Linked DNA regions of Mus musculus: all the other regions are linked to region 2. The links are chromatin contacts, called in public Hi-C and HiChIP or PLAC-seq maps. All regions are on one chromosome and are shown on one strand. The core of a region is the stretch at or near the end of the contact, and the rest is flanking DNA. Distances in the headings are between cores, read along the strand shown.

What was found. A called contact is a pair of places that touch in the nucleus more often than the background predicts. HiChIP or PLAC-seq counts read pairs in DNA pulled down with a chosen protein or histone mark.
Region 1: an H3K27ac HiChIP or PLAC-seq map of the NIH/3T3 cell line shows a contact between it and region 2, with 2.8 times the contacts expected there. The contact joins two enhancer-like sites. A contact is called at or near these places in 1 of 15 datasets of contacts at CTCF or cohesin (stem cell-derived epiblast-like cells), 15 of 484 Hi-C or Micro-C datasets (the AtT-20 cell line, cardiomyocytes, cerebellar granule neurons and 10 more), 2 of 115 datasets of contacts at active chromatin or transcription factors (the NIH/3T3 cell line and kidney) and 1 of 9 other capture datasets (embryonic stem cells).
Region 3: a Hi-C map of myocytes shows a contact between it and region 2, with 2.5 times the contacts expected there. The contact joins two enhancer-like sites. A contact is called at or near these places in 8 of 484 Hi-C or Micro-C datasets (embryonic retina, embryonic stem cells, myocytes and 4 more) and 1 of 9 other capture datasets (embryonic stem cells).

The regions. Positions count from the first base shown.
Region 1 is chr4:151,633,400-151,636,387 of GRCm38.p6, forward strand. The region is part of intron 3 of Camta1 (calmodulin binding transcription activator 1); the gene reads right to left. Among named protein-coding and RNA genes, the nearest start is that of Gm52712, 6.9 kb to the right of the region's middle. Within about 2 kb of position 1,537, at least 53 of the 459 cell types and tissues checked have an H3K27ac peak or open chromatin away from gene starts, as enhancers often do. A contact at or near this core is called in the NIH/3T3 cell line, where this site is marked.
Region 2 is chr4:151,338,192-151,341,058 of GRCm38.p6, forward strand. The region is part of intron 5 of Camta1 (calmodulin binding transcription activator 1); the gene reads right to left. Among named protein-coding and RNA genes, the nearest start is that of Gm45960, 120 kb to the left of the region's middle. Within about 2 kb of position 1,465, at least 82 of the 459 cell types and tissues checked have an H3K27ac peak or open chromatin away from gene starts, as enhancers often do. A contact at or near this core is called in the NIH/3T3 cell line and myocytes, where this site is marked.
Region 3 is chr4:151,603,224-151,606,455 of GRCm38.p6, forward strand. All of the region lies in intron 3 of Camta1 (calmodulin binding transcription activator 1), which reads right to left. Among named protein-coding and RNA genes, the nearest start is that of Gm52712, 37 kb to the right of the region's middle. Within about 2 kb of position 1,473, at least 60 of the 459 cell types and tissues checked have an H3K27ac peak or open chromatin away from gene starts, as enhancers often do. A contact at or near this core is called in myocytes, where this site is marked.

The DNA.
Region 1 (2,988 bases), core at 287-2,786, 300 kb after region 2:
ACATAGCAATAGCCTTCAAATGGAGCCAGCAACATTCTCTCCTGGAGTCAAGGGGGAGGCGTGTAAGTCTCAGAAAGCACTTGTCATGGTTTGAATATGCTTGGCCCAGGGAATGGCACTATTGTGGAGGTGTGGCCTTGTTGGAGTAGGTATGTCACTGTGTGTGTGTGTGTGTGTGTGTGTGTGTGTGTGTGTGTGTGTGTGTGTGTGTATGTGCTTTAAGACCCTCATCCTAGCTGCCTGGAAGACAGTATTCTGCTAGCAGCCTTCAGATGAAGATGTAGAACTCTCAGCTCTGTCTTCACCATACCTGCCTAGATGCTGCCATGCTCCCACCTTGATGATAACAGACTGAACCTCTGAACTTGTAAGCCAGCCCCAATTAAATGTTATTCTTCTAAGACTTGCCTCGGTCATGGTGTCTGTTCGCAGGAGTAAAACCCTCACTAAGACAGTACTCAAAACTAACAAGGTTCAGGATAAACTAAGGATTCAGGAAACTCCTGAGAGTTACCAGACTCACAAGGCCTGTCGCCAAGGTTACATAAGCAGTAACAGTCAAGGGGAGAGGAGACTCAAAGACAGCAGCTGTCACGCAGCCTCCATACACTCCCTGGCTCACTAAGTTGGACTGGAGTGGAATCATTCCTTTGGTCTACAGTTGGAGCTGTATCTGGGGTAAAGAGACATTCGATCACGTCTCCCCAGGGAGAAAAAAGAGTCAGGCAGCATCATAGAGGGGGAAAGGGAAAAACGGGTGGCGAGAATCTGCATAGGAGGTGGACACCATCTTTCAAGGCTGTGAGGAGCCAGCTGTCCCACACAGGATCCCTTGTCCCTCCTGCAGCTTTAGACATTCAGTCCTGACTTCATGTTCGGCCTTCTCTGTGGTTTAGCTGCGTCATGCTGAAGGGAAAACACAGACCACCCACCCCAAACATGCCTTGTTCACCATGCAGCTTGTGGCTGTAATCCGGACTGTCTCCTCTCTCGTCTCAGTGATAACAAACAGAGTATTTGCTTCTTTCCGGTGCTACATACACTGCATGTTTCAGGGGAGGGACCTGCTCCTTGTGGATGTTCAAGGGTTCCAGCTGATACGGCTCTAGGAAGACACATTGTAAACCCTGGGGCTCCAGTTCTATATGTATTGACCCAAGGAAGATACATTGTAAACGCTGATGCTGGCTATCCCAGCTCCTGCTGAGTCACTCGCCCCTCAACCCCAATTTCAGAGGGGTCAGGGAGGCACAGTTCCCTCCCGGTGATCAAAAGCAGGAACAGAGATGGGCAGGACTCCAGGACAACCATGTCACATTAGGCTCTATCCTAAGTCTGGAAGAGAGACACTCCTTATATATTTTTAGATGCAGAAATCAAGGCTCAGGGGCATTAAATGCATGTATCAAAGGCAGTGGTCCAAGAAGCAAGGAGCACAGCACTCAGAATGGGACAAATCTCTCCGTCCCACACTCTCTCCCCAGAGCAATGAGTCACTTCCTCCTCTCTCCCGCCAGACCCTGATTCTTCAAAGGATCCAGAGGCTTCTCGGTCTAGCCAGCAGAGTCAGGTGCTCAAAGCTGTCTGCAGAGTGAGTGTGTCAATTCTACCCTGGGGACACATGAGTCAGGACGGGATGTTTCAGCCTTTCTCCGTCAGCATAGAGCTCTGCCAATACCAGAGTCAGAACCACGGACACCCCTGGGATCTGCTGGCCAGAGAACCTGGGGTCCACTTGGGGGGCTCTCTGGGGATATAGGATGATCTTAAGTCTCATCTTGCTTCTGCTCTGGAATGTGCTCAGTTGCAAACAAGCCAGCCAGAAGGATCTGGAACGTTGTAAACAAATGTCCTCCAGGTTTTTCATCAGTGCGGCTTAACCACACTGCCCGGGAGCTTATTAAATAAAGTAAATTAGGTCTCAATTATTTGCTTGCACACCAGGCAGGAAAAAATGAAATTTTCAATTTAAAAGTAATATTGCTATTAATATGCAGGAGCGGGTCTGAAATTGGACTTTCTGCTCCTTCCTGATGAGAGGGGTCAGGGGAGCTGAAAGGCTCTCGCAAAGCGGGGCTCCTCCCTTTCGCGTGCCCGCTGGAGCAGCCCCAGGTCTGTCAAGGGTAGGTAGCACATGGGAGGCTAGAGAAGCAGCTCTGAAAGGGACAGTATCATTAAACCACTTCATTTAATCCCCGGTGATTTTCCTTGGCTGTGACAACCTCATTGCTAGGCCCCCTGATTAACACGGCCTTTGTTATCAAAAAATCTAAACGAGTGCATTCCAGTGCCAGAATCTGCAGTTTTTCATGGAAACGGATCTAGAAAGGGGAAAGTGTGTGCTTAACACTTATCAGCCTCCCATTCAGAGAGCTGCTCCCCCCCCGGGCCATCTGCAGCACAGGAGAAATTCCGTCAACCACCCTTGATGATCTGGGCTCCACCTGAGCTTCGAGCTCTGGAAGCCAAGTCGGTATCTTGAATGGTCACCTTCAGATCCCTCCTTCTGGAAGCTGTTCTTCCTCAAGGGCTTTGATGGGTATATATCAAGTCTAATGAAATAGAAACAACCTTTCTAGGGTAGAGAGGGGTAAACATCTGGAAAGTGGCCTGGAAATTGCCTAATGATAAGCGGATGGGGAGCCAAGTAAAGGGTGGTGGCTGGCTGGTTCCATTCTAGCAGAGGACAGGATAAGCAAGCAAGATGCTTCAAGCCACTGACAGGGAGGCAGAGCCAGGGACGGCCAGGGATCTTTGGGGACAGGCTGGTCAGCTCTGGATCTCTCAGTGGGGTGATTTCATCAAGCCACACTTAAATGCTCCAAACCTCTGCTGTACATTGAAACATGGGGCAAGCATTGGTACTGGACTCTTGTGGTTCTTCTGGAGATGACAACATTGGGCACATGAAGTATTGGTTTCTATGTGACACATGGGAGAAAGAAAGAGACTTGCCCATATGAAGGGCTGGCGTGGAGGACCACATTT
Region 2 (2,867 bases), core at 215-2,714:
AATAAGCCAGCATCCGCGTGGCCCTGTGGCAAGGGGGAGTTACTGAACAGCAGAGGGGCCGGTACGGCTGGCAGGAGGCAACTCCAACCTCTCCCCCCCCACAGAGGATCAGCCCAGGCTATCATCTCAGGCTGAGCTGGACCATGGTCATGTCCTTGTCTTCAGACAGCCACCATGGGCAGAACTTGTAAGGTTCTGTTGGCAGGACCCCCATTACATTCCCAAATCCTCCTGTCCCTAGGACTCCCTCACATCCCCTGACCAGTTCATGTGCTTCCTTGAAAGCCCAGAGTCACCTCCTCTGGGAAGCCCTCCCTGGTTTTCTTGTCTTCACTACATACTTTGGGAGCCATCTCTCCTTCTCCACCAAGTGTTACTGTTATTTCTGTGTCTTCTTCCCTCACTGAGCTGTGAGCTTCTTATTTTCCCCAAATTCCTAGCAGAGTCCCTGGCATATAACACTCACTCATTCATTCATTCATTCATTCATTCATTCATTCGTTCGTTCGTTCATTCACCCATTCATTTACCCACTCATTCATTTATTCATCCATATGTTCATTTATTCATTCACTCATTTGCTCGTTCATTCATTCATTCACTCATCAGATACTCTAAGCACCTTTTGTGCCGGGGCCTTTTTAAGTGTAAGAATAAAACATAGAGATTGTCGGTTCTAGAAAATGCTTGGAGACATTTCCTACCAGTGGAGTCTGGCAGGAACTCTGAGGGCAGACCACTCTAAGGTTTCTGTGATGTGTTTTGCCCTTTGATTCTTTTCTAGTTTTGAATTAATGCTTGTGTCCCCGACTCTCCATCAGCGTTTGATCACCCCTCTTCATACTATAGCCCACTGGCCTGGCCCGATTTGTGCTTGCTGCAGACCTGACTAACTGCAGACCTGAGGCCAGGAGGGGGAGGGAGAGCGAGAGACCTGGAGGGAGCTACTGTGTGACTTGGCTCTGTCCCCACAAAGGCATCTGATGGGTCCCGTGTCTGCCACAGAGTAAATCAGAGTTCCTTGTTCTCTCTAGTTTAGAATATGGGACAACCAACCAACCCCCATAAGGACAGGGTGGCAATGGCCTGAGAGACCGACAGGTTCCCTGTGGCAGCTGTGTGCGCACACAGACAAAGCTCAGGCTGGTTCCAGTGGGTAGAAGAGAAAGTTGGGGTTGGAGGAAGGAAACAAGCCAAGCCTGGGTCTGAGGAGACACTGTGTATATGTGTGTGTGTGTGTGTGTGTGTGGCGGGGGGCAGCCCGCTGGGTTAATGCCTCCTGACTCATCTTCTGCCCACTCCCCTGCATCTACTTCTCCCACGAGCAGATCATAACAGCGCCTGGATTGGACAGCGGTGCCTCTTCAAGCTTCAGCTATTCCAGCAGGAGCTCGAGGCCTGTGCAGCCCTTGTCACCAGCTCCAGTGTTCCTAGACTGAGAAGAGAGCAGGTGACTCAGTTCTCATTTCAGGGAGAGGAAAACTACAGAGCTAGTGACTCACTCCTTCAAGGTGACTCAGAGTCTGTCTGGGACTGTAGCCCAGTGACCTAGTTCCCAGAACGCACTCTGGAGACCAAGGACATAGTTCCAGGGTGAGCAGGGAGGGAGCAGGCAGCAGGAATGGGGCACCCTAATCTCAGAACTCAGGTCCTTGTACAAGAGCAAGAAGCAATTGCCTTCTGAGGAGCATCCATGCGCCGCTGGGGGGGTGGGGTGGGGGTTGTGACAGCATCACAGCCTGAAAAGAATGTTCAGATGTAATCTAACAAGATGCGGGCAGGATCCGTGTTCTGGAAACTGTGAAGGGCTGATGAAAGAGATCAGAGACCAGGAAGGAGAGCCAGGCACCGGGCTGACTTATGGGAGCCTGGGTAGCCACGAGCTGTCAGCACCCGTGAGCATCCCCCAGATCAGACAGTCTATAGACACAATGCAGTTCTGATCAGAATCCCAGCAGGACATGCTTTCTGTAGGAATTAACAAATGAATTTTTAAATTTACCCAGAAAGGCAAAGGAGGGAGACTTGCCAAAACAATTAGGACAAAGAATGAAGCTGCGAGACACACCCTACCTGGTTTTTCGGAATCAAGCTACAGTAATCAAGACAATGTGCACCTGGCAAAGAGACAGATACCAATAAAGGAGGCCTGAAATAGAACCTCACCCATACAGTCAATCGATTTTCAATGCGAGTGCAGAGGCAACTCTGTGGACAGAAGACGGTCACTTCAGTTCATACTGCTTGAGAAATTGGATATCCACATTAAGGAGAGAGAGAAAAAAAATCCTCAATTGATACTCACACCATAAGCAAATACAATCGTTAGGCAAGTCACAGATAGACTTAAAACTGTACACTAGCAAAAAACCACATAGAACTTTTGTGTTCTGGCTGAAGCAACCCTTGTTTTGATATTGGCCAGTCACAAACAAAAACAGAAAAGCCCCAACCACCACCACCCACCACTACCACCACTACCCCACCACCACCAAAGCATTGAGAAACTTGACCTTATTGAATTAAGGTCACCTGTCCTATGAGACACATTGCAGATGAGTGTGAAGGTGAGGTGACAAGCTAGGGACCTTTCTTACCAATGTTCTTCTTCCAAGGAGGGCCTCCTTGCGAGCCACATATAGAACAAAGGGCTTGTGTCTGCTCGGAGAAGAACGCTGGCAAGAAAGGTGCCAGGCAGATAGCTCAGTGAGTGAACCTCTCGCTGTCTAAGTGTGAGGGCGTGACGTCAGATCCCCGACACTCATTAAAAACATCTCTGTGTAACGTCGGCTGTATGGCAAGTAGAACCACGTCAGCCGACAAGGAACTGGTAAGGTTAAGCAGATTCAAAAACCCCTGGTAAATCT
Region 3 (3,232 bases), core at 223-2,722, 270 kb after region 2:
TGGATCTCTGTCTTTTTCTCTGTCTGTCTCTGTCTCTGTCTCTGTCTCTGTCTCTCTCTCTCTGTCTGCCTCTCTCTCACACACATACACTATGCACACACTCACATGGACACACACTGGCACCCCACCTTAACACACTCACATGGATACCCCCTCAGACCTCTCTCTCTCTCTTTCTCTCTCTCTCTCTCTCTCTCTCTCTCTCTCACACACACACACACACACACACACACACACTCACATGGACACACACACACAGGCACCCACAAGCACACATGCACACACATGAACACACACATCTGCACACTCACATGGAGATACCCCCCACGAATCTTTCTCTCTCTCTCTCTCTCTCTCTCTCTCTCTCTCTCTCTCTCTCTCTCTCACACACACACACACACACACACACACACACAGAGGAAAAGCCCTTTTCCTTCTTTCTTCCCTTTCTCTAACATCAAGCAGCCAGATGAAAGATGAGGAACCCAGAAGCACCGTTGTGTGTCACACCGATCCGCACGGCTGCAGGGCACGCGCCTCAGTCAATCCAATCCATTTTCTAGAGGACTTTGTAAGGAGATAGCGCACAGAATGTCAAAACCATAAAAGGATCATGCTCTCCAGAGGGCTGTGACAGGGCAGCACTGGCAGAAGGGAGGCTCCGTGCAGTATTTGCTGTTTGTTTCTGCTTTGCTTTTTTTTTTTCCCTGTGTGTGCCTGTGTAGGGGTGAGCATGCGTGTCAGTGCATATGCACATATGTGAGCACATGTAAACATGAGTAGAGGCCAAAACACACACTCAGGTATCATTCCTCAGGGTCCATCCACCTCATTTTTGGAGACAACATCCCCACTGGCCAGTCAACTCTTCGGGCCATCCTGTCTCCACCCCTAAGCATGGGGGTTACAGGCATATACCAGTACATCTGGATTTTTGTTTAAAATGTGGGTCTTAGAGATAAAGCTCACGTTCTCATGCTTGCTCAGCAAGCACTTCACTGGCTGAGTCACATCCCCAGTCCTTTGTGTCTTTATGTGAAAATGAGTTTCTAACAAAGGGGGGGGGGCCCTCTGGCCCTCCGTGTCCAAAGTGATACTGGTCTACAGTCAATGCCAATGGTCTGTAGCCATCTGCACCCCAGAGAGACACAAGGAAGCAACACTCATCCTCCCTTGTAAGCACTTGGAATTCCTTGAGGATCTGAGTCATGCGTTTGGGGAAACACGAGCCTCTGCGACAGCGTTCTTTATAACTTTATGACCTTCGAAGGCAAGACACCTGAGTACAGGTCCTAAGGTGACTGAGACAAAAAGCCCGCAGGCCAGATTTAGGCTAAAAACCCAAAATGTGACAAAGGGGAGGGGTGCTGTCCTCGGTCCTGAACCAGCGTGGTGGGGCCGCTGTCCTCGGTCCCAAATGTTCGCTTGGAACCTCTGTCCCCGGTCCTAAAATAGCGTGCTGGGCGCTGTCCCTGGTTCTGAACGGTCACTGCGCATGGTGTCCCGGGTCTGAACCGCCATTGTGGCCGCTGTCCCCTGTTCTGAATCAGAACATGTGGCGTTGGACTGGGGAGCTGTCCCTGGTCCTAAACCATCAGGGTTGGGTGTTTTGTTTGTTTGGTTGGTTGGTTGGTTGGTTGTCTGGTTGGTTTTATGTTGTTGCTCTTGGTCCTGAACCAACATAGGGGCTGTTGGCCCTGGCCCAAAACACCGCACAGGGGTTGGGGTTCAGGGAAGAGGATATGTTGTCTGTGGTTCAGAACCAATATCTTTGCTGGGGTGCTATCCCTGGCCCTGAACCAAAACTCATAGGAGCTTTGCCCCTGCCCTTAAACCAGCACTGCCTTTCATATGTGTGAGGGAGAGGGAGGAAGACTGTCCCTGGTCCTGAATCAGGCTCTTTTGTTGCTGTCCGTGGTCCTGAACCAACGCTGTTCCAGGGCTGTGATTTATAGGAGTGAGGTTTGTTCCTGCTTGTGACCTGGTGTGTGTACACGCTATGCACACACCTGCAGACGCTGTGGGAAGACGTAGCATGACCACCACACATCCTTCTGAAATGTGGCCTCTCACTGAACCTAGAGTTGTTTTGCAGCTTAGGTTGGTTCCAGCCATTTCCTATCTCTGCTCCCCACAGTGCTAGGGTCAGGCATGCACATCCATGGCCACTCAGCCTTTGTGTGGGTGCTGGGAATCCTGACTCAGGATCTTCATGCTCTTACCGACTGAGCCATTTCTCTGGGCCAAGGAGGCAATGATTTTTGTAGGTGCTAACCATATCTCTTCAAGTCAAATGGAGATGAGAAGATAGTGATTGAGAAGAAAAATGAAGAGGGCACATGCGTGCTGTTTTCTCAAAACGTCTTTCTAGGAATTTCATTCCAGGTGAATATATTGACATATGTTCTGGGTCACGACATAAAATTTATAGCTGGCTTCTTACCAAGGACAACGTATTGGAAAACTGCTTCTCTGGACTACAGTTGCTGTGACATGTCCTTGAACATTAAGACCCCAACTCTGTGCTCAGAAAATGGTCAAAATGTTGGTTGTGAGGCAGTGGTAGTTGAAAACATAGGATGTAATACAGAGAAGCATGTAAAAATGGAATTGTATGCCCAGGAGAAGGAGAGATGAGGGGTAAGGAGGGGGAAATAGTGGGTTTTGTACTACAGTTACCAGCATCGTGAGGATTTCTCCCTCCTGCTACATTGAATAGAAGGTGGTCTTCCAACTTTATTCACAGCTCCACTGTGATTTCAAGAAGGCAGCCACACACTGACCTTCCACACCCAGCCCTCAGGCAGGATGGTTTTGGCTACTAAGTGGTACAGTGACCTCACCCTCTGTACCTCAGGCTCAGTGAAGGGCTTTGGTTTAGTGGTGAAGGCACTACTGTACACCAGCAGTGACAATTGCACCTATACACAAGCTGTTGTGGGGATTAAGTGAAGGAATTTATGTAAAGTCACTTAAAACCAGACCTGGAACTCATTACTGAAGCAAAATGGCTAAATATTACTATAATTTCACTTAGCTAATAAATTCTGATGGGAAATGAAAAAATTCCACATTATGCAACAATTTAAAACCATTCGTGGGATGCTAGGGAGGTGGCTCAGTTAAGAGCACTGCTTGCTCATCCAGAGGACCCAGATGCAATTCCTGGCACCCACATAGGAGCTCACAACCATCTGTAGCTCCATTTCCAGGGAACCTGCTACCCTCTTTT